Regions from separate parts of the Sus scrofa genome. Here region 1 is linked to region 2. Evidence: chromatin contacts called from public Hi-C data. All regions are on one chromosome and are shown on one strand. Each heading gives the region's core, a stretch centred on a gene start, on an enhancer-like site or on the middle of the called end of the contact. The rest is flanking DNA. Distances are from core to core; before and after follow the strand shown.

Region 1 (2,896 bases), core at 124-2,623, 450 kb after region 2:
GCCTGACTCAACTTGCATAACAATTCATGTTACGGTTGCACAAAGATTCATGTTGCATAACAATTCATGTGCAGCTGTGTCCCCCACCTGAGTGTATTAGTAGGGCCATGTAGACAGAGCCAGTTGCCTCACAAGTTCAAGTCAGAGGTTCTTGAAGGAATTGTGATGCAACCAGCAAACTTGATAACAGCACAAAAAAAAATTCAATATCCTAGGGAGAAAATGCTCTTGGTGAAAGCAGGGTGTGTGGACAAAAAATAATCATTAAAACTCAATTTCTCAGATAGTCTCTCTGATCTGAAATACGCTGGTAATCAAAAAAGAAATCTTATGGCACAGTTTGTCGGACCATATCTCGTTCACCTTCACTACTCAATGTTTATGTAATATAAACATAGCACTTCATTTGAGAAAAGCAGAAAAGCAAGGCATGACATGCTTTCCCCAGAAAGTGTGGCAAAAGCCCCATTTCTAAGCCCTGGCTCAGTTCTCTCTTTTTTTTTTTTTTTTTTTCTTTTTAGAGCCACACTCGTGGCATAAAGAAGTTCACAGGCTAGGGCTTGAATCAGAGCTACAGCTTCTGGCCCACACAACTGCCACAGCTGGATCTGAGCCATGTCTGTGACCTACAGCAAAACTCATGGCACCACCGGATCCTTAACCCACTGAGCGAGGCCAGGGATTGAACCTGCATCCTCATGGATCCCAGTAGGGTTCGTTACTGCTGAGCCATGATGGGAATTCCCTCAGTTCTTTGCCTCTTAAATCAAAGTAATTTCTACAAATGCTTCCTAATAAGGTATCTAGAACCCATTTGGGAGCCAGAGACAGTGTCACAGCCTTCTGGGGTTGACACCTCCTCTGCCTGATTCATGGAAGACAAGTCCAAAACTATGAAAGTCTTTGGAAAAAAATGAAGGTGTGCTCCATGTGTAAGGCAATAGCAAGACACTCCCAAGTCAAACACCCACAGTAGCTGAAGCCACTATAGCTATCTCCTGTCTGTCTTCTCCCACTTAAATCAGTGGCACTAGAATGCATTTATGTTTAATAGGACCAGATGTGGCAGGGTCACCATGGAAAGTCAAGTGTGTCACTCACCAGCCAGGGACACGAAGGACACCAGCACTGCAGAGAGCCGCCAGGACATGGTTGTCTCTCCAAGGGGCTGCAGCACTCAGAGCTCAGAACAGCTGGGTCTTCTGAACAGCGCAGAAGGCTAATTCCGGGGCAGGCTCCGGTAGCAAAGAAGACACTCCCTCTGTCCCTCATTCACTTGTGGCAGAGAAACCAAAGTCACTTGCATTATGAGAAGTAACGGAAAGGCCCTCCCAAGTGGTGTGCTGAGTGGGGAGGGAAACCAGAAGTGGCCCTTGTGTGAAAGCAGGTACTTTCATCTTTGCCTTTGTTTGTGAGGGCTGGGAAGGGGGTGGGGGAGGCCCCTCAGCCAAGGTTAAGGGCATCTGAGATCATTTCCATAAGAGGTAGTGGACCTGTGGCAGTGCCTGCTTCCTTCTCTCATAAGTCAGGCCTCCATTTTTCTCTAAGACCTTGAGTCATTTCTATAAACCCAGAGATTCTTTCCAGGCAGGAGAAAACCAGTGCCTCAGTCATGAGGATGAGCAGGAGTCAAAACTCAGTGGCTAGAGCACTGTTTATCTCTGAGTGTACTCACAAGAGGCAGCCCTGCTCTCTGCTCATGGCAGCCTCACCTGGGGACCTCATCTTGGGGGGAGTGGGAGGAGTGCGAGCTTGGGAGCTGGGGAGATCTGGGTTTGAATCTGGCTCTGCCAACTTACCAGAGGTATGGCTGTGGGTAACCTTGAGCCCTGGTTTCTTCTGCTGTATGACAGGGATCATAATGCCTACTGCCAGGTGATTCTCCTGGAACACAAATAATATTCAATATCCTCAAAAGGCAACCTTTTCATGTCTTATCGCCTTTCTCTCTTAATTAGACAAAACAATGATGTTCTATCGCTCGGAGCTGTGAGTCCCAGTGAGGAACGCTCATATACGCAGTATATTAGGATACCCTCCTGATGACTGGATTCAGGGCGTTCAGTTTAGTCTCAGATCGATACCTGAAAAGCAAATTTGGCAACCATTTTACTGTACTATATTGCTCTAATCAGGTAAATTTACCAAAGTGAAGAGAAGATTAACCTGTGTCAGCCTAATTTCAGCTACTTCTTGACTGGGATTCTAGACTTTGAGTCAATTTATTCAACAGACAATCACTAAGTGGATAGTATGTGTTTATTCTTATTCTTCACTCTTCTTATTCCACTTAAGCCCCACAGCCACTTTATGTGGGCATTATTGCATCATTGTTGTCCCGTTTCACAGATGGGGAAACGGAGCACAGAGAGGTCAAGCGACTTGCCCAGAGTCACTTAGGTAATAAATGAAAAAGCTGGGCTATGAATCCAGTCTGGCTTGAGACTTTAGGATTTTAAGCACCTTGCTGTACGACTGCTAAAGAGGTGCTCTGGACTAGATATGATATATGCTTTCAAGTTGCTTACTGCCTAGCTGAGAAGCAACATTTATTGATATACATAAATAACTAGAGAGTGACTGATCAATTGTCTGCTGCTTAGAACCACACTGGATGAAGAATAGGCAGGAGTTCCTCCATGGCTCAGTGGGTTAAAGATCCAGCACTGTCACTGCTGTGGCTCGAGTTATAGCTGTGGCACAGGTTCAGTCCCTGGCCTGGGAACTTCCACATGTCACAGGCATGGCAAAAAAAAAAAAAAAAAATAGAGATGACTTTGTGGTGGCTGAACCTTGGAGATTCTTGAAGGTCATAGAGGATCTGGATAGTTGGAGAAGAGTAATAATAATAACAACAACAATAATAATAGTTTGCATATAAGGAATCCCTACTATG
Region 2 (3,090 bases), core at 94-2,593:
ACTCACTGCTTCAGTTAGGGTCACCTGTGTCACCTGAGAGGTTCTTAGAACCTGTGATGGGTTTCAGGAAAGCTTTTTTTTCTAGGTTAAAGATAAATGAAGATGCAAACAGTTACAGACTGCACAAAATAGGTAACCACTGAAGAGTAGTTGGATACCTGCTCCATCTTACTGCTGTGAGAGAGCACAAAACTTCAGAGTGGTTTTCTGAACACTCTTGAAAAATGAAGTAGGAGTAAAGCCATATGGCATAAGTAGGAAGGCAAGTGCTCATGGTAAAATCTTTAAAGAAAATGGTTTCACATTCCTAGATTAAGTGTGTGAACATATGTTAAATATGACATATCTCAATATGGGCCACCAAGTCAAAATAGCCATTTTATTCCATGTCTGATAACATTTCATCTCTTCAGAATCCAGCTACCAAGCTATTTCAGCTGTGCAGAATTCAGATCAGAAAGGTAGTAAAGGAGTTCCCATTATGGCTCAGTGGTTACGGAACCCGACTAGGATCCATGAGGACTCGGGTTTGATCCCTGGCCTCGCTCAGTGGGTTAAGGATCCAGTGTTGCAGTGAGCTGTGGTGTAGGTCACAGACTGAGGCTCGAATCTGGCGTTGCTGTGGCTGTGGTGTAGGTTGGCAGCTGCAGCTCCAATTCAACCCTTAGCCTGGGAACTTCCATGTGCCTAGTGTGGCCCTAAAGAAGAAAATAAAAATAAAATGAAGATGGTGATTGTACTTACTTTAGTAGGGTTGTTTGGGAAGATTAAGTGAGTTAATACATAAAAAGTGCTTAGGTCAGAGCCTTGCCCTTTAAGGACCATGTAAGGGTTGACTGTCATTGTTATTAAGGACTGATCTTACCATAATTATAAAGCACATTCCTCCTTCAGTTTAGCCATGACCTCCTAGCTATTTCCTCCCCTGGCAATCACATTATATACAACATGCTCTCAGGTCATCATCCCAAGGGTGTTTTAGAACATCTTTGTTACAAAAACAGAAGGAAGACCTATACAAATGTACATAAATTCTACACAAATATTTGTCCAAACAAAATTTAACTGAACCATGATCCTGGTATCAAACATTTCAAGTATCATGTCACATATGAATAAATTGGGAAAAAGGAAAGAAATTGGTGTATAGTTTCAAAAATAAGTTCTTTATCTCTCTAATTCATGGAGCGTTTAGGTACTGAGTCTAAACATGAAACCAGTCTAAATAAGTGCAGTTTGTTCAAGTTAGCTTAAGGTGGCGCCAAAGGATGTTTTTAAATCTGCTGTTTTATGTACTAAACAAAGTTCTCCAGCCCAACCAGAAAATCTGAGTACAGCAAGAACTTCCACCACAACTTGAGCATCCCAAGGGACCTCATCTGTCGACAGCTTCCTTGAAACTTCTGTGCCCAAACTTCTGAAATTGCTTTATCTTGGGTAAAATGAGGAAAATTCCCCTACTAGAATGTGCCTAGAAGTAACCTTTCCGGATTTCTCTTGTAGCGCAGCAGGTTAAGGATCCGGCTTGTCACTGCAGTGGCTTGGGTCACTGCTGTGCTTCAGGTTCCGTCCCTGGCCTGGGAACTTCCACATGCAAAAAATTTTTAAAAAGTAACCTTCCAATGTTCCAGAATCAAATTGGGGCAACATGTTTGACACCTGCCAGCAAGCTGTACTGCTTTCCCTTTGTTTCTTTTTGTTTCATTCCTGACCAAAAAAAAAAAAAAAAAAAAAAAAAGTAACATATGCACAGTGTAGGAAAATCATCAAATTTAAGATACTAAGATGAAAATTATCATACATAATACCACAACCCAGAGATAACTACTAACTCCTCCCCCAAATTTCCACCTCCCAAATTTCCTGTTTCTGTCAGGTACCAATATTTGCCAGTTGACTAAATTCACAACATTTGAGGTATTTTATTCTTCCCTAATGAGAACAATAGTTCCCACCTAGAACTTTATTGTTTTAGAAATGTTTGACTATTGGACATCTGTTGCACAACAATGGGAATATACTTAACACTACTGAAATGTACACTTAAAAATAGTTAAAATGGTAAATTTTATATGTTTTTGTTTGTTTGTTTTTGCTATTTTATGGCCCCACCTGAGGCATGGAGGTTCCCAGGCTAGGGGTCAAATTGGAGCTGTAGCCACTGGCCTTACACCACAGCAACTTGGGATCCAAGCTTTGTCCTTGACCTACACCACAGCCCACAGCAAAGTCCAGATCCTTAACCCAGTGAGCAAGGCCAGGGATTGAACCCACATCCTCCTGGATCCTAGTCGGGTTTGTTAACTGTTGAGCCACAAGGGAACTCCTACACATGTTTATCATTACAATTAAATTTTTTTTTAATTTTTTTTCAAAGTTCTCGCTGTGGTTTGGCAAGTTAAGAACCCGACATAGTGTCCATGAGGATACAGATTCGATCCTTGGCCTCACTCAGTGGGTTAAGGTTCCAGGTTTCCACAAGCTTCAGCTAGGCTGGCAGCTGCAGCTCTGATTTGACCCCTAGCCCTGGAACCTCCATATGCTGCAGGTGCAGCCATAAAAAGAAAAAAAAATAATCTAAGAATTTATTAGGTTTCCTTTGTGTTTGTTTGTTTGTTTGTTTGTTTGTTTGTTGGCCACTCCTGAAGCATGAGGAAGAAAGTTCCTGGTCCAGGTCCAGAAATCAGCCCTGCACCCCAGCAATGACCCAGGCCACTGCAATAACAACTCCAGATACTTAACCCACTATGCCACAGGCAAACTCCATTTTTTTTTTTTTTAAGAGAAAGACAAACCAGAAAAGTATTTAACCATCTTCATTTTGATGCATTTAGTTCAAATTAATTTAAGAACTGCTGTCCATAGTGTAGAAAGGCAGTAGGAAATGGACCACTAGTTTAGCTCATGCTAAGGAAATAAAAACTTGTGACTTTGGGACTCACTAGGCATGTGTTTCCATGAACACAACATGCTTAATGCTGTGGATAACAAGAGCGTGACATAGATGGAGAAGGCAAGCATAGACCTTCACCTCAATCTCAACTTCTTCAACAATTTGGCCATGGGGTTCAAGTAACCTTGAACACTTCT

Evidence for each region. Hi-C and Micro-C count contacts between places; a contact is called where the count stands out from the background.
Region 1: a Hi-C map of adipose tissue shows a contact between it and region 2, with 5 times the contacts expected there. The contact joins the promoter of LAMP3 here to the enhancer-like site in region 2. A contact is called at or near these places in 17 of 47 Hi-C or Micro-C datasets (adipose tissue, brain, embryonic fibroblasts and 11 more).

What each region holds. Positions count from the first base shown.
Region 1 is chr13:121,116,287-121,119,182 of Sscrofa11.1, forward strand. LAMP3 (lysosome-associated membrane glycoprotein 3) reads right to left here and starts at 1,374. Exons shown (of 6, transcript XM_003358698.4): 1 at 1,102-1,374. The coding sequence starts at 1,150.
Region 2 is chr13:120,664,703-120,667,792 of Sscrofa11.1, forward strand. All of the region lies in intron 2 of LOC106508004 (a long non-coding RNA gene), which reads left to right. Among named protein-coding and RNA genes, the nearest start is that of ATP11B, 61 kb to the right of the region's middle. Within about 2 kb of position 1,344, at least 1 of the 83 cell types and tissues checked has an H3K27ac peak or open chromatin away from gene starts, as enhancers often do. A contact at or near this core is called in adipose tissue, where this site is marked.